Linked DNA regions of Mus musculus: all the other regions are linked to region 5. The links are chromatin contacts, called in public HiChIP or PLAC-seq and Micro-C maps. All regions are on one chromosome and are shown on one strand. The core of a region is the stretch at or near the end of the contact, and the rest is flanking DNA. Distances in the headings are between cores, read along the strand shown. Region 1 holds the start of Prkci (protein kinase C, iota). Region 2 holds the start of Phc3 (polyhomeotic 3). Region 3 overlaps Mecom (MDS1 and EVI1 complex locus). Region 4 overlaps Mecom (MDS1 and EVI1 complex locus). Region 5 holds the start of Mecom (MDS1 and EVI1 complex locus). Region 6 overlaps Mecom (MDS1 and EVI1 complex locus).

What was found. A called contact is a pair of places that touch in the nucleus more often than the background predicts. HiChIP or PLAC-seq counts read pairs in DNA pulled down with a chosen protein or histone mark.
Region 1: a contact with region 5 is called in an HNF4G HiChIP or PLAC-seq map of pancreatic cancer cells. The contact joins the promoter of Prkci here to the promoter of Mecom in region 5. A contact is called at or near these places in 1 of 39 promoter capture datasets (pre-B cells) and 2 of 115 datasets of contacts at active chromatin or transcription factors (embryonic stem cells and pancreatic cancer cells).
Region 2: a contact with region 5 is called in a Micro-C map of embryonic stem cells, with 6 times the contacts expected there. The contact joins the promoter of Phc3 here to the promoter of Mecom in region 5. A contact is called at or near these places in 3 of 484 Hi-C or Micro-C datasets (all in embryonic stem cells) and 2 of 115 datasets of contacts at active chromatin or transcription factors (embryonic stem cells and pancreatic cancer cells).
Region 3: an H3K27ac HiChIP or PLAC-seq map of embryonic fibroblasts shows a contact between it and region 5, with 11 times the contacts expected there. The contact joins the enhancer-like site here to the promoter of Mecom in region 5. A contact is called at or near these places in 1 of 39 promoter capture datasets (embryonic stem cells), 2 of 484 Hi-C or Micro-C datasets (nephron progenitors and ventricular fibroblasts), 14 of 115 datasets of contacts at active chromatin or transcription factors (the NIH/3T3 cell line, bone marrow-derived macrophages, craniofacial prominence and 10 more) and 1 of 9 other capture datasets (embryonic stem cells).
Region 4: a contact with region 5 is called in an H3K4me3 HiChIP or PLAC-seq map of stem cell-derived neural progenitor cells, with 3 times the contacts expected there. The contact joins the enhancer-like site here to the promoter of Mecom in region 5. A contact is called at or near these places in 1 of 39 promoter capture datasets (the SN4741 cell line), 15 of 115 datasets of contacts at active chromatin or transcription factors (bone marrow-derived macrophages, craniofacial prominence, embryonic hindbrain and 9 more) and 1 of 9 other capture datasets (embryonic stem cells).
Region 6: a contact with region 5 is called in an H3K4me3 HiChIP or PLAC-seq map of embryonic limb bud, with 4 times the contacts expected there. The contact joins the enhancer-like site here to the promoter of Mecom in region 5. A contact is called at or near these places in 4 of 484 Hi-C or Micro-C datasets (LSK cells, embryonic fibroblasts, muscle stem cells and 1 more), 16 of 115 datasets of contacts at active chromatin or transcription factors (bone marrow-derived macrophages, cardiomyocytes, craniofacial prominence and 10 more) and 1 of 9 other capture datasets (embryonic stem cells).

Annotation. Positions count from the first base shown.
Region 1 is chr3:30,994,336-30,997,035 of GRCm38.p6, reverse strand. It overlaps Prkci (protein kinase C, iota), which reads right to left and starts at 1,265. Exons shown (of 18, transcript NM_008857.3): 1 at 951-1,265. The coding sequence starts at 1,051.
Region 2 is chr3:30,968,059-30,970,758 of GRCm38.p6, reverse strand. It overlaps Phc3 (polyhomeotic 3), which reads left to right and starts at 1,344. Exons shown (of 15, transcript NM_001165954.1): 1 at 1,344-1,385. The coding sequence starts at 1,372.
Region 3 is chr3:30,119,929-30,122,628 of GRCm38.p6, reverse strand. The region is part of intron 2 of Mecom (MDS1 and EVI1 complex locus); the gene reads left to right. Among named protein-coding and RNA genes, the nearest start is that of Mecomos, 100 kb to the right of the region's middle. Within about 2 kb of position 1,293, at least 36 of the 459 cell types and tissues checked have an H3K27ac peak or open chromatin away from gene starts, as enhancers often do. A contact at or near this core is called in the NIH/3T3 cell line, embryonic fibroblasts and pancreatic cancer cells, where this site is marked.
Region 4 is chr3:30,186,866-30,189,565 of GRCm38.p6, reverse strand. The region is part of intron 2 of Mecom (MDS1 and EVI1 complex locus); the gene reads left to right. Among named protein-coding and RNA genes, the nearest start is that of Mecomos, 170 kb to the right of the region's middle. Within about 2 kb of position 1,290, at least 32 of the 459 cell types and tissues checked have an H3K27ac peak or open chromatin away from gene starts, as enhancers often do. A contact at or near this core is called in neural progenitor cells and stem cell-derived neural progenitor cells, where this site is marked.
Region 5 is chr3:30,508,404-30,511,103 of GRCm38.p6, reverse strand. Mecom (MDS1 and EVI1 complex locus) reads left to right here and starts at 1,345. Exons shown (of 16, transcript NM_001370769.2): 1 at 1,345-1,674. The coding sequence starts at 1,638.
Region 6 is chr3:30,084,617-30,087,316 of GRCm38.p6, reverse strand. All of the region lies in intron 2 of Mecom (MDS1 and EVI1 complex locus), which reads left to right. Among named protein-coding and RNA genes, the nearest start is that of Mecomos, 66 kb to the right of the region's middle. Within about 2 kb of position 1,261, at least 5 of the 459 cell types and tissues checked have an H3K27ac peak or open chromatin away from gene starts, as enhancers often do. A contact at or near this core is called in embryonic limb bud, where this site is marked.

The DNA.
Region 1 (2,700 bases), core at 16-2,515, 490 kb before region 5:
AGGCTGGAAGATAACACACAAATCTAAGGCCTTACATGTACACATTAAGACATGTGCAGCTTCAGTTCTCTTGAAAGGAAAACAAGAAAGAACCGGGAAGGTCTGCTATCTTCACTGATCCCCTCAGGAATGTGAAAGCACGCACAGCTCTTTTAACCTTGTAGCACTTGAAGCTTTTAAAAGCAATTTATTTCTGCCTAGACAAGCAGAGAGGTCTTCTGTTAATCCCTGCTCTCCAGTCTTTATGCTCACGCTGGCCTTTCACCTCAGCAGAGATCCTAAATTATCTCAAACCACACACTGAAGTCAAAGGAGAGGAAGAACTTTATGATAAGTCACGATAGAAAATGATTTGGGCTATGCTCAGAACTGGATTACTTTTGGCAGAGACATTAGTTTAAACGTTTGGTAATCAAGTGGGGTAAAGATCGTTTCTAGAATTTAAAGCCTTGGCTTCTCACCTTTCGATAGCTCACCCTAACTTCCAAAATGTGGGTCAGCACATTTGCACCTTAATTCTGACCACCCAGGATCCAGTGCACATCCTATTAAAAAGTATCGACTTTGGTACTAACTCTAACACCTATAGCGGCTCTCTGACCATAGTCCAGACTTATTTCATGAACTCTCCCACGGCGAAGGATAGATGTAAACCTGATTTATAAGACGGAGGCTTCAGGCCTGTCTGCAATGAAAGGAGCCACCTAACGAAGCAGTCCAGGCTTGCGTGCCCACAGTAGTGAGTGAACAGAGGCTTCCCTCGAAATCTTCAATCCACCCAGTCCCGAAACAGTTGCAAATTTCTCCGTCAGCTGATTTGTCCTCCCCTCCGGTTGCGCCCACTCTCCTCCGCCGACTCCTGGCGACCTACACTCATACGTCCAGGGTGCCACCAACCGCACCTCTCGCCGCCCCCACGATCGCTCGGGTCCCTGACCGCCAACACTCACCCGCGGTAGTAGGCTTTCACCCGGACCTGGTGGGAATGGTCCCCGCCGCCGCCGCACGCGACCGTGTGGGACATGGTGCTGCTGTCCCTCTGGGTCGGCATCTCCTCACTCCCCCGCCTCGCCGCAGGAGGCCGAGGGGGCCGGGGCAGCGCCGGGCGCCGCGAGGGTCTCGGCCTCCCGAGCCTGTCGGGAAGCCGTGGCCGCCCGCCTCGCCGACCAACACGCCTAGCCCGCGGCGCGGAGCGAGCAAGGGGTCGCTTCGCCGCCAAGCCCGAGCCCCAGCGCTCCTCCCTCCGCCCGGCACAACACGCCTCCCGCCGCGGCTCCTCCCACCACGCTCGCTCCCAAGGCCGCATTCCGCGGCAGGGCGGGCTCAGGAGTCGCGGAGCCCCGGCGCTCTCATCCTCACGGGGGGGAGAAGAGGCTAGCAGAGGGAACAGAACCCACCAGCCTACTAACAGACGCTCTGAAATGGGAATATACTTGGATATTAATATAAGTAATTGTAAACCACGCCTTTAAATGGAAGGATTTCTACAAAACAACCTACAGAGCACCCACGCTCAAGGTTGCTTCCCCTATTTCTTCTATTTAGTCTCGTCCCAGCTAGCCCGCCACGCTTCCGGAATGTATTTGCTGCGCGGGATTCTGGGATTTGGAGTCCCGGTGGGATTCTGGGACTTGTTCCTTAAGTGTAGAGTGCCGCGTTTTCGATCTTGTGCTTCCCGGGAGTTGTAGGCATGGAAGTCCTGAAAACCGCTTGAGTATCTGAGGGCACTGGAAAGATGGCTTCGTCAAGATGTAGAATCTCCTTCCAATTAAATTCTCCATGTCAATTTCATTGATCATTGAAATTAAACAGTTCCCTTTTGGGGGAACAAGATTTGATTACCTGCTCAGCAAATCCTTTTCGGGGAGAATTTAATAATGTAGGTAGCAAAAGCATTAGTGAATGCAACGAAAGAAGAAACTCAATTGGGAGATACCACAGGAGAGAGACTTCTTCAAGGCCCTCAACCCGTGAATATTGCCATTCTATAGAAGAAAGTGCCCAGTGAATACTTAACTAGTGTGTCAGTTCATTAGCATTTATTTTACTTACACTAGTCTGGTCGAGAATTAGAAAAAAAAATCTGTCCGTGTAACTTACTTTCGGACTTCCTCAGATCTTGCCTGTATCACTTACTCTACCCTTAAGGTAGCTTGAATCTAGCCACCAGGTCAGCTCAGATAGCAACATGTGCAAATTGTTGAAATAAGCAAAGATATGGCTTTCTTTTTGTTATTGTTTGTTTGTTTTTGGTTGGTAAGAGGTTTTCTCTCTGTAGCTGTCCTTGAACTCATTCTGTCAGGCTAGACTCAAACTCAGAGATTCGCCTGCTAGTGCCTCCTGGGTCCTATTAAGGGCATGTGTCACCACTACCCAGCAGCTTTCTTTATAATCATACATTAGATTTGGTTGCTTGCTTTATCAGAGCTACTATGTGTGACACTTAGCTTGGTACTAGCTTCATCCAACGTCCACAAATTTGGAGTATATGAAAATTTCCACTAAATAACTTTTTTTTTTTTAACAATTAGAGGCTGCATCATCACGTTAAATATGGATTGATTGCTGATGGTCATTTTTTTTAATTATTATTTTATGTATGAGCACCACACACCGCCTGGTTCCTGCAGAGGTCAGAAAGGGGTGCCAGATACACTGGAACTGGAGTTTCAGATAGTTGTGCTGGGAATCAAACCCAGG
Region 2 (2,700 bases), core at 95-2,594, 460 kb before region 5:
CCCATGACCTGCTTTGGGGATGGTGTTTCATCACAGCAATGGAACCCTGAGACACTGAGATTAGTGCACTTCATCTCAGGAAATAGGAGACACTGTTTACGATCACTATGCTTCTTTCTCAGTCAAGAGCAACAGAGATTTGCTTATTTCTTGGATCTATGAAGCAAAGTCACACTGTGTATGTATGTCTACAAAATCCACTTTTCAGACTATTTTGGATACATATTTTTAATGTTTTATAGTTGTAGTTAATTTTTCTTCTTTCTTTCTTTCTTTCTTTCTTTTTTTTAAACACAGTCTTACATATCCCAGGCTAGCCTTAAAATTTCTGTTAGACCCGAGGTGGGGAAAAACATTTCCACAACTGTCTGATTAAGCAAGCTATACTTAGACTGGCTAAAGGCTGCCTCATCCAAGTTCAGGTTTCAGAAAGCAGCCCCTCACTGGCTTTTGAGGTCTCTGTTGTGGGGCAAGGATTAGGGTTGATAGATTACAGCTGTTGAGAGCGTTGGCTGTTAGCACCAGGACAGAAGAATGGGGGGACTCAGGGCTCAAGGCCGGCTGTGAGGTATACAAGGGTAAGACACTATATGGAAGGGGAGTCATCAGAGATGTTCAGGAGTTTAGCAAGGCAAAGGAGTATACATCATGGGGTTACAAATTCAGCAGAGGTTAAAAAGCATGGTTTTCAGGATATCTTAGGTTCAGGAAACAGAAGCTTACCCTTGCAAGGTATGGGGACACCATCCCCAAAGCAGGACATGAGGGAAAGGGTTTATTTGGCTTACACTTCTATAGCACCGTTCATCACCAAAGGAAATCAGAACAGGAACTCAAGTAGGGCAGGAACCTGGAAACAGGAGCTGATGCAGAGGCTGATGCAGAGGCTGTGGAGGGCTGCTGCTTGTTCAGTCTGCTTTCTTATAGAACCAGGATCATGGGGTTTCTGTTTTACATTATATAGTCTAGGATGACTTTGAATTTTTATTCAAAACAACACTTTCTAAGGGCCTAGCCATGTCTGGTTTATGTGGGGCTGGGTATTGAACCTAAGACTTGATGCACGTTTCTGAAAGTATTCTAGCAACTTCTACATTTCCAGCGCTAAGCAGAACTTTTTCTATATTCGTCGCAGACCCCGGGCTAAGACAAAGATTCTGAGCCATAGAAATAGAGGGTGTCTGGGAAGGACCACTTAGGGAAACACAGGCCACCTCACAGAGAGAGTTGAGGTGGGAGGGAGCCTGGCAGTCGCTGGCCTCACGTGACCTCTGCGCCCCCCGCCCCCCAGATCCCGCCCCTCGGCTCTTGGCTCTTGCAGGGGGAAAAGGAGGCGCATGCGCACTTCGTGTTAGTGATGGAGGAGAGAAGATGGCGGAAGCGGAGTGAGTGACTTGCTGGTGACTGATGTCGTAACCGGGGGGCGAGTGAGGGCTGCGACACGTTCCCCCGAGGCAGCTCTTGGGGCTCCGAGGCTGGCGGTGCAGGGCGGAGGCGAGGCGGGAGCCACGGCGTGGTGGAGAAGCCCGACTGTGGGAGGAGGATGGCAGGTCCAGCCAGCCTCCCCTCGGGAGTGCGTGCTGCGCCGTGCGGTCCCGGGGCTGTGTGGTCCTAAGCGCACAGCTACCCGGGGGACCCTAGTCTCCGGGCTCTCCCGGGACGCGAGCCCTGCGGCGCTCGGCCGGGGCTGTCATTCCAGCCGCGGTCCCCGCCGAGGTGTGTCCGGCTGGGCAGGCGCCGCCGGGCCTCCGCGCTGGCTCCTGCGGGCCCGTAGCCGTCTGTCTGTCCGTCCGTCCGTCCGTCCGTGCGGCGGGGGCGCGGGGAGGCGCAGGGAGGCGTCCGGACAGCGGCTGCGGCCCACGGCCGAGGCTCCCCACCTCCCCGGCCTTTCCTTGCAGTCCCCCTCCGGGCTCGGGCTGCGGCGGCGAGCCTCCCTCCCTGGAGGGCCGCATTCTTGGGTAGCGCTGTGATGCTATGCTCAGTTGGCGACTTGAAACTTCAGGTTCCCGGGTAGGCCTCTGGAGTGCCAGAGCTGAACGCGGCAAGTATTTCCGTGCCAAGCCCGTGCGCTCCCCGAAAGTGTTCTTTTGTACCAGGCCTCGAAATGTAAAGCGATGGTTTGCCCAGTTGCACACATCCAATGTTTAGAATTACTGTCTAGGTTCCCTGACCATTTTTGGTTCGTCAGAACTCACTGTCTTCTTCGCCCGCCTTTGGGCTTTGAGAGCACAGCTGAGCAGAATAAGACTTTGAAAGGCCAGGGTTTACGGTGGTGGCTTGGATGCCATTGGTCCCGGTGCCAAAGTGTTTTGACACGCAGTAGTTTCAAGATTTTACCTTACTGCTGATTGAGTGTAGTATTGAGCAGGTGCCATATGATACTGTGGTTTGCTGATTGGAAGGAAATGAACAGCAGAACGTCTAAAAATGTGATTCAGCTCCCACTAAAAGAAGTTAGCAGCCCCATCTGTTTTTCCTTTCACCTTACTTTCTCCCTTGTATATTGGAGCTGTTAATACAGCCTATGGTGGCTGGAGACTCCTGAGTCTCATTGAGGCCAGCCTGAGCTACGTAGTGACACCCTATTTTGTTTTGATTTTTAAGAAAGAGAAGTAAATGTTCTTGTTACAGGCTTGTCGACGGTGGGAATGCCAGCCGGTTCAACTTTTATTTCTCAGGAGAAAAAGACAGACAAGGAAG
Region 3 (2,700 bases), core at 44-2,543, 390 kb after region 5:
GCTGTATCAGTATGTGGTCACATGTAACTTTTTAAAATAATACTTTTGAAGTTATCACATTGTTTTCCCTTTCCTCCCTCTAATTCCTCCCATGCACCTCTCTTGTTAATCTCAAAGTCGTGGCTTCTTTAATTGTCATTATTCTCTCCCTCTTGCTCTCTCCTTCTCTCTCTCTTCTTTTCTCTTTCTTTTCTCTCTCTCCCTCCTCTCTCTCATAAACACACACACGCACGCACACACACACACACACACACACACACACACACACACACACACACACTCACATATATATATACTACATCCTCAAATCCATATAATGTTACCCGTATACCTAAATGTATATGACATCATGGCCAACCACTTTGTATCAAATGTTCAACTGAAGGAGTCTTCCTGGAGGAAGACTGTATCTGCCACTCAGAATTGTGCAGTTGCCCATAATTGTCTAAGTTGAGGACCTGTTCGATTCCTCCCGTCTACACTAGCTTGTCTATTGATGGCATCACTGTTCAAGTCTTGCCTAGGCAGCCATGTTGATGAGACTTCATGAGATTAGCAACCATCTGCATGAGTTGAATAACTGGCCTCACAACTTTGGGTTTTACTTTCAAACTATAAACACATAGTTTCTTTATAAGTAAATAAACCCTGACACACCTTCAACTATTAATTATGCATTTCAGAATCATTGTATATTTTGTTCCAATATATTTGTCACACTTATTTCTCTGAAATTTATTCATTCATAGATGAGTACTCCATCTGATAGTTGGGATGTAGGATAGTTATTTTCTTGTAGAAAATATATCAAGCTTAGCTTACATTGGCATACACTCTATTGGCTACATCTCTGATGGAAGTGGAAGCATTTGTCCACAAAATTTACTTGGTTGTTGAGAAAGGCCAGAATATTATGTGACAGAAGAGGCAGAGGGAATAATATAAATAGTCAAGATTTCTCCAGAGAAGTGACCATTTTTCCCTCCTTGGTTGAGTTGCTGTTGCTCTAGCTTTAGAAGAACCAGAATCTAAGACTCAGGTCTACCCAGAACTTTAGGATTTTCTTCAAGCCTTGAATAAAAATATGAAGACTGAATAGTTGCCTAGCTTCACTGTACAAGTCCAGAATGAACTGTCACACTGACATAAATATAGAGCCGCACCAGGACATTGATCAACATTTGCAGAGATTTTTCAGTTTAGATGCCAACCATTTAAAATTATCCTGGCAGAAGAGAAGGATACACTCAATGTTTTCTGGAAGAAACATGCAAATTACCTCATTCTTAAACCTTCCCTAGAGGCCATCATTATTTTTTATCCCATTCCCAGATATTACTCACAAAGTGAAAAAGGATGACCAGTTTCTTCAAATACTTTCGACACACTTTGGTGTTTATAATGTCTATTAGATCATTAACAAATTCCAGGTACATTTGACAAGGGCATTCTATTTCTCCAGCATTCTTCTTCCTCTTCTTCTTTCTTCATGGGTATCATTTTAATTCTATTTAGAACTAACTCTAAGATTAGAAACACCCTGAATTCCCATTTACGGGCCCCTTATGAGTCAGTTTCTCTGGTGCATGATCTTCGTGCTGGCTGTCTCTCTGGAAGTGTGTCATCACGTTCTTCGTGTTTGCTCAGCTCCAGCTTTGCTGCACAAGGACTTTCTTTTCCAGAGAATCAGTATCCCTGCCTCGTGAAAATCTGGAAATGGCTCTAGGCCTGCTCTGCAAGTACTAGGATGCTGGGAAGTCACAGATCCTGGCCTCAATCTCTACATCAGCAAAATCATGACAAGTGGGTACCAGAAAGTGGGAGCACGAAATCTAGATACACTCTCCCATCTTTCCTGCCTGTTCATCATTTCTCATTACTGAATTACTGCCACATAGACCCCCTTGCTCTACTGTGTATGATGGGGGGAGAGAGGGAGGGAGGGAGGGAGGGAGGGGAGAGAGGGAGGGAGGGATAAAGGAAGGAAGGAAAAGAGGGAGAGAAAAAGAGAGACAGAGAAACAGAAAGCAAGAGAGAGTGAGAGAGCAAGAAGAGAGCGAGCAAGGAGAGAGAGACAGAGACAGAGACAAGGGGGAAGAGGGGAGAGGGGAGAGAAGGGAGAAGGGAGAGAAGGGAGAGGGGAGAGAAGGGAGAGGGGAGAGGGGAGAGGGGAGAGGGAGAGAGAAGAAAGCTAGAGAGAGCACTCCTTGCCACAGGGCACTTGTGGGGACTAGAGCACACTTTTCAGGAGTTAGTCTTCTTCTTCCATGTGGTTTTGGAAGCAGCATCTCTCTCACTATTTCTGTTCCTGTGCTTTCTTCTTCAGGAGATCTGCTCTGTACCTTCCAGCCAATTATGTCTACACTTACACGCACACATAGGAGTGCTGGGGTGGCAAGTATGCCTCCCCTCTACTGCAGACAGCTTTTTAAAAGTAGGGTTGGGATCAAACTGAAGTAGTGGTGCTTGTCCCGCATCTACCTGTACCCACAGAACCGTCTCACTAGCTCTGTGTACTACATCTTTCCCTGCTGATAGCTAAACATATATGTTAGATCCAGGCAAAACATTTTGATGCCAACACTGAGCAACTCCCTGGGAGAAAATGGTCGTCTCTTGGATTTGTTTCATCTGTGTTCAGGTGGAAATCCACACTGTTGGATTTACTTATTTTTACTTCATCCTCTCTTAGGGACAAGC
Region 4 (2,700 bases), core at 41-2,540, 320 kb after region 5:
CTAGCAACCATCTGAGAGTGACACAAGCTGGACCCTGCTCTGTGCTCCTGGGCCTTGCCCAGCCCTTTGCTGCTGTGATCCCTAAGCATGCTTCCATGTCTCCCTATTTACATGGCATCTCAAAGGCAGGAGAGTTATATCCTATGCATGCCACAAATCGTTCTAGACTTAGCTCTGTTTCCCAGGAAGCCCAGCTACTTGTAGTGTGAAAGCTGTTAACTGTAGGACTGATATCCACAGGCAAGCCTTGTCCTTACAGAGTGTGGTCTGACTTTGCTGGGATCAGGGAGTCAAGTAGCTGGAAACAACTATGGAAATACCCAGTGAAAAGTCCCCATAGTTGGATTGTCTGAGCAAGTTCCTCCTGGCACACGGTACCAACGGCAAGGTCCTCAGCCCCTCTTCCTGTACTGCTGGGGAAGTTTGGGCTCTGGAGTTCTAGCACGTTCAGCCTGTGGGAAGAATCCAAGACATGGAAGGCCCTGCAGTGGAGGGAGCGAGAGGGGTTGGACAATCTTTCCTGAATCCCATCTCCTTAGCTGGACCTGCGGCTTTGCCTAAGCTTCTTGAAGGTCAGTTTTTCTCACTTACCAAATAATAATTAAATATTCTTACCAGAAAGCCTCCTAAGAGAAAATCTGAGAGACGTTACTTATAAAAATTTCTTGAAACCTGTTAAAACAACTGCTTTTTTCTTTTTTTCCGAGACAGAGTTTCTCTGTATAGCCCTGGCTGTCCTGGAACTCACATTGTAGACCAGGCTGGCCTCGAACTCAGAAATCTGCTTGCCTCTGCCTCCCAAGTGCTGCGATTAAAGGCAAACAACTGCTTTTTTAAAAGGCAAACATATATAGAATATATGTATATAGTGGAGAGTAGGTGTTTGAACACCTTCAAGTCTCAAAGATCCTTTTCTTACAGAGGGCATGCATGCATCCTTTCGTCTTGGTTTGAATATTCTTATGCTCAAGTCCTTCTTGGCTGGACTGTGGCAGACACAGCATTTGTTACCTCACCAGGGTACATGTGGTTTGCTCATCTCTAAGCTAGGAACTAGGGTTCTAGAGAGGAACAGAGCCATCTATGTGAGCACTGAATACTGTGGAGAGTGCAGAGCCTCAGTTAGCCTCTGTCCTCTCCCACACCCGTGCCTCTTCTGCATGAAATAAAATCCTCCTTGCATAATGCACCAAGTTCCAGGAACACATTCCTGCAAGCCATAGAGGAGGGAGAACCACTTCCCTGTGTCATTTTGCTGGGCTGGGCTGATGTCATAGCTGTACTCCTAGCTGCCTTTTGGTCAAAAGACATTTACGTGTGTTGAAAAATCGCCAAGGAAGCCTGTTTCCTAGGATGGGAAAGAAGGCATGTTTTGTCCGTCCTCCAAGTCCTCCTTGCACAGATTACTGTCAAACCCCAGCACTTTATTTATAAAAATGCCAGCGTGCTCTGATTATTTGGCAAATGACCATGCTGCTGTCAGTGTCAAAATAGCACAGAGAATATAAAAACAACCTCCATTTTTATCATGCCTGTCACAGCTGGGAGGGCATGGAACAAGGATCCATTGTTTGAAGAGAAGCTGGAAAGGCAATACACTCAAGTTCTTTGGTGGCCTCTTGGGCAGAGGGACTGTGGTCATATTTGGTAAATGGTTTTTCTATTACAGATAGGCATAGACCTTGGCCCAAATTAATTTCTTGCTTTAGCATTGCAGTTTTGATACCTTGTTGTCTTGAGATATTCTTTGGTCTATCTGTCTGGATATCTCTGTCTCTCTCTGTCTTCTGTAGCTTCATAGATCTTCCCAGTGTTTCCAGGCCACAGGTAGATAGATCTAGCAGTGTTCTGCCTCATGGAATCCACTGTGGAATTCATATTTTGTTGTTAAATAGAACTCCCTAGTAATGGCCTTAGAAGGAAGAAAGACACACTTCTTGGGAAGAAGGAGCTGAGCACATGGTATCTATTTACTGAGCACTGATTCTGGTCTCCTGAAGCTCCTTCCTTCATAGGTCTGGATGGGGCAGTAGCACTTCCTCCGTTAGTTAGCAGTTGTGAAGCGTATGCATGAGTATCAATAACCCTGTGTCCTCAGGTTTCAGGCTCGCTTCATGCTATTATTTGTTCTTCCTGGAGAATTGTTAACCCCTTTCCCCAGACACAAGCTGTATCCTTGTATGAGCCTTTTGATGGATGAATTGGAATTATTTACTTGTAGTAGCCATTCATCAGCATTTTCTACTTTTAAGACTTTTTTTTTTTCTTTTTAAGAATAATGAATGAAACACTTCTCTAAAAAGAATTCATCATATGATCTCTTAGTTTCCACAGAGGGGACATTATTAGGTCATTTGTGGTCCATTGGAGAAAGAGCTTGAAGTGGTTTTTAATGATGGAGTTTCACACTAGAGCTTGAGAGGGGTTTCCATGGATGTGGCTAATCTAGCAATGTACATGACATGCCCCTAGATCTGTCTTGGGGATGAGTAAGCCTTAGTGTGGAAGCAGCACCCTTCTGAAAGAGGTGTACTCACTATCAAATTTGTGACATTTTGGTAGTGTTGAAGATCATTCTGGTCTAAACATCATAGTAAAGTTGAAAACATATGTACGACTAAGAGAAGACACTGTACATCTGGCTGTCAGTGTCAAGGGTACAGTGTCTTCTTCCAGACAAAAATGTCAAAGTCACTTCCA
Region 5 (2,700 bases), core at 96-2,595:
TGTAGCTTGGTTCTCTAGGGACCTGTATCTTATGTCTGAATGCTCCTGGAATTACACAGCTCTGGGGAGGGAAAGGTGGTGGGTATTCTTAGATGAGGTAGGTCCTGTAAGCTTGGCCACCGAAGCCCCTGGGAATTGAACCTAGATATTCGCTCTCTCACAACCGCAGTCTGAGCTCAAACTAAATGAATACCAACAGGTGCAACTGAGTTCCCAACAACCCTGCTCGTCCTTGCTCTCTCAGAGGAGAGACCAGGACTTTCCTGCTTCTTCCGACTTGAGTTTTAGGATGGTAGCAGCACCGCACGGAAAAGATGGCAATTTTCTTTTATGGTGTCTGGCAGGATTTGCAGCAGATATTAATGGAGACATAAATAGCACGTGGAAGGTATTGAACACAACTGTTTAATGCAAGAAGGTTGTACTAAGAAAAATCCATACTGAGTTGGGAGTGATTCATACCTTGAACACACCTAACCCCTTGCGCCTTCATTTCTGCCTGCACACTTCATTAGTAAATTCTGTAATTAGGCACATTTCAACAATGTACGTTTTGTATTTTCTAGGTATGCGTATGGAATTTCCCCCCTTCCTCCTTCTGGTGACCCCAGAGGTTGTAGGTTTCAGTGAGTGAGTGGAAATGGCAGGCGGGCTGGGTAGCAGCAGGAGGCCGGAAGGTGCCGGCCGACCTTAGGCAAGGCAGGAGGTCTTGGATGTCAAATGTTCAGCCCGGCGGGACCTGGGCATCAAGGGCGATTGTTGCTACTTGATGGAAACAGACTACTGAAATGTTCCTAGGATGGCAGCTACCGTTGGTATTACAGCTAAAATCGAGAACCGGTTATTCATCCAAAGCGGAAGCCCCAGGAACTTCAGAAGGAGAGAGCGGCAGCAAGGGCAGAGCTCTGAAGTTCAAGATGCTTCTCGCCTTCTGATAACACGTTCACGGTCCAGTCCTCAGCCTAGTTCTTGTGTAGACGGAAAGATTTATCCTAAAGTTTTTTTTCCCTCCTCCGCTCGGTTCCCCTACAGACAATGTAATTTATGGTGGAGAAAACATTAATAATAATTATAATGCAGGCTTATTGACTCCCACACAGACATAGTCCTCTGCCCCACGAATCAATTCTCTGTCCAAGACTTTTCATTTCTTTTCTTTTTCTTTCTTTCTTTTTATTTTTTTTCCCGTTTGGGCGAAGTGTCTGCTCCCCTCCAGCTCCCCGCGCTCGCTCCCCGCCCCCTGCCGCCCTCCCCGTAGCTCCCTTTCTCCGCCTCCTCGGCGATTGCCATCTGACAAGATCTCCAAATCAAAGTGATAAATCGCTCCAAACTTTTTTTGGCGGCGCTGAGATGTTGGAGGGGCGTCTAACGCGCATGTGCGAAGGTGTCCAAACTGACAATGCTAGAGATAGCGAGTGTGGATTGAGAGAAAGAGAGAGAGGGAGGGAGAGAGAGTGAAAGACCGAGTGTGTGCGTGTGTGTGCGTGTGTGAGACAGAGGAGAGAGAGAGAGAGAGAGAGAGAGAGAGAGAGAGAGAGAGAGAGAGAAGGGAGGGGGAGAGAGAGAGCAAAAGAAGGAAAAGATCCAAGAAAAAAAAAACCTAACCACCCAGCAGCGGCTGCAGGACTGGGCACAGCATGAGATCCAAAGGCAGGGCAAGGAAACTGGCCACAAGTAGGTGCAATATCCCTTTTCTATTGGCTTCCCCCCCTTCTCTGCCATCTTGCGTATCTGTGTCTAGCGCACGGGGAGAGAGCGCGGGCTGCTTTGGCGCGGGGGGCCTGGGGTGGAAGGCAGGCACAGCGCAGCCGGCAGCCGGAGCAACCTGCCGATTCCTGCCTCCGCGCCCTGGCTCCTGCTCTGGGCGCAGTGGAAGCGCGGTAGCCCTGAGCCCCGCACCAGGACCAGCTGTGGCAACTCCGGGGTGGGGGTGGGGGCAGCAAAAAGCTGGGAGGGAGGGAGGAGGGCGCGCGCGAGTGAGCGCGAAGGGGTGGGGGGAGAGGAGAGTGTGTCCCCCTCCCCTCCCTTCCCCCCCCAGGCGGGGGAGAGTCGCCTCTGGCCAACCAGCTAGTTCCCGGAGCGGGAGGAGGGGGGAAGCGGGTGGGGGGGGGGCGGGCAGGGGAAGGGCGCCTTTCTGAAGCTCTGTTTGTTTCTGGGGTTTGGGACGGGTGGCGGGCTCCGAGGGAGCCGCGGTGGCTGTGGCCGCAGCCGGCCGCGATGGAGTTGGGAAAAGTTGCGAGGCGGCCGCTTGCAAGTTGCGCGGGCGATCGGCGCTGCGCCTAGCCGCGGCTGCGGTAGTGGGCGCTGTGCGCTCGGTCCTTGTACGCGGCGGCGTGTGCGACGCGGCGGGAGCCCTGGGGAAGGGGAGGCAGGGGGGCCGGGGGGGACACGGTCCTGGGGATGGGTGGGGGGAACCCCGGCAGCGCCGAGCTCTCGGCTCCGCAGAGTCACTCGGCAGGTGGGGAGAGCGGAGGCCGCGCCGGCGTTCTCAGGCCCGGGCGTGGAGGGCGCGCGGCCAGCCGAGAACGCTGCTCCGTAAGGCCAGGAGGGCGCGCTCCGACCCGAGAAGCCCGGGCTGGCAGGGCGCCGAGTGACCCCCAGGGGGCGGGCTGCCGGAACTCGGGGCCACCAAGGGGGAGCAGCTCAGCCTGCCGTTCTCTTTCTGGGTGCAGCCGGGGTCCCGGGTCACTCGTCCTCCCC
Region 6 (2,700 bases), core at 12-2,511, 420 kb after region 5:
CTGGCAGTCCCCAGAGCAGATAGAGCTTGAAGGAGTACAAAGGGTCTCCAGAGTCTAAATGAGAGGAGATGGCACTCCTAACACCAGAGAAACATGCACAGCGTTTCTATGTATATGAAGGATGTGGACACTGTTGACAATAGACTATCTATCCTGTTATAGTATAACTACACTGCACTGTGACATCAGAGTATAACAGAGACAAAAACAGGCTATTCTCCCCATTACTTGTAAGGGAGAATGAGTTCTAGTTCCCAGGAATAAATACATGTGCTCTTGTACAATCCTGCTAAATGTTTTAACTGGGAATTATTTGTCTTCTACAAATCAAATACAACAGAGGATCAAGGACATTAAATTTGCCAATACGGGAGCATGAATTCTTACAGTCATTCTTAGCCCATTCTTAGCCACCAGTGATGGTGCTATTTAGCTCACCAATGCATAGGTAGAGTGATCAAGGCCCAGAATGGTGAAGCTAGGCTACCAGTTCCTTCCCATTTGCCCTGGCTTTGCATTTTTCTTTAAAAAAAAAAAAATCTAATTGTTCTGCAGAAGACGGCACTGTTCATTATTAATGGAATTTCTTTTCATTCAATTTTGTGGTGTCCACAACAAGATTATAAAAACAATAATTTAATTTCTAAATCTTTTCAGTTTCAGCGAGGTTACTTTGTGGAGTTGGAGATAAATGACCAGAAGAAAACTTCACAAAATTAGTGTTTACACTTAATCTGGCAACGAGCTATAATTTGATTGGTAAAAAATTCATTTGGTGTACCTCTGGCCCTTTGCTGCCGGATAATGAAAATTTATATCTGCGTTTCAGACATCTGGGGAGGGCCTGACAGCTTTGGGGCTGAATGAAAGATGATGTCACGCTGACCCCTGTCAGCATTTCCTCACAGACTGGTTACCCAAAACCCAACAGCACTCACACTTTCTTCCCCCTGCCAGAGCAGACTCTCATTTTATTTTGGAAGGTTAATGACACTGTAAATCTAATAGGCCATTTTAGTGCCATCGTGTGGATATTAAAAAATCATGTGACCAGTCAGGGCACCATATGTGGAGTTCACTGTTGTCTAATGGCAGGGATAAGACGCTATAACAAGGCACCAAGGGCAGCCGGTGTTTGGAATTAATTTCAAAACCATATCTACCTTACACCAATTTAGAATCTCAGCCAATAATTATTGCTTGCCATTTTGACTGTTTGCCTTAATAAGCTGGCTAAGATCAAATCAACATTGGACCCCCGGAAAAGTCTTTGTAACTTGCTTATTTATCAGTATCTCAGGTTCCAGGGAAAGCACTCCTTCAAGGAACTGTCTGTGTAGTCCAGTACCAGAGCCTGTAGCTACTTTTGGCCAATGGCCCCAGGAAATGAAGTTTTAACTCATTCAAATTTAAATAGGGACACATGTCAGCCGTTGCCATTTTGGACATCAGAAGTTGGACTAACTGCAAGGAGACCAAATTCACCAGAAACTAGTGAGGAAATCAATTCCGCTTAAGACTGTCACCTGTTCCTCATCAGGTGAGACATCAGGTGAGACAAAGCTGTATTTGGGGGCCAAAGCTACCTGGTGACAGAACTGACGTCTGAATCATCTTTGAATCCATTTAAAGTCCTCTGCACAGAGTTCAGGTGAATAGATGCAACCAATAGAAACGTGAATGAGTGGGATGCACAATGAATAATGAAAAGCCAGAAACAGAATTGCATTTTCCCTTTTTTACTTTTTCTGTGTGCCTTTCCTCTTGGGACACATAGAGGATAGATACATTGTGATCTCTCAGTCCCATTCACTTGAAAGCAAACGGGAAGGATGTCTGGTGGCTTCTTCCACTCCCTGAAATATGAGTTTCTAGTTCTGAAGCTGGGTAGGTAGATCACAAAGCCAGGAGCCCAAGCCACTCAAATGGAGCAAAGAGACCAACATGAACATCAAACTCCCCACATTCTGAGAGTAAGGGAGGGAAGAAGCAATTCTCCATGGATAATGGGGCCATTGATTGTGGAGCCAAACAGAAGGATATAAAGGGAAACTGGAATAATGTGTGAGTTTAGTCCAAAATGTTTATTTATTAGAAATTTCTATTCATGACTACTAACTCATGGCACAGAATTATCAGGGTGATCTTTCTGGAAATTTTGATGACAGTAATAGCAATGAGAGCAGTTACTTTATTATGGTTCCAGAAACAATGTAGATGTCTACAAGGGATGATTTTAATTATTCTCTCTATGGGGCATGGTATATGGGACTCTCTATTGTACAGACTGAGAATGGAATCAAGTATAAACAAATCGATTTCTCTTAAGGTCAGGCAACCAATAAATGGCAAAAACAGATTTTGAATCCGAATAACCCAACTGTGGAGTTTATGCTTTCATAAAGCTTTTCTGTCTTGTAGCTCTTTCAATCCTCATCGCCTGATTCATTCATTTAGCAAACGTGATTTTGAGACCCAGTGTAGACCAGGCACTATTTTCAGATGGTAAAAGTGAAAAATGCCTGTCCCCTTAGACTTTTCCAATGATGAAGGCAGAGAAGGAAAAGGAGTCAAAGCGATATGTAGAAATAGAAAATACATAGAAAGAAGTGTTAGGAAGAAAAGCAGGAGCAAATAAAGAGATGCTGGGTGCCAGCAGGAAGGAAGAAAGGAAGGAGATGTGGACAGAAGAAATCTAGG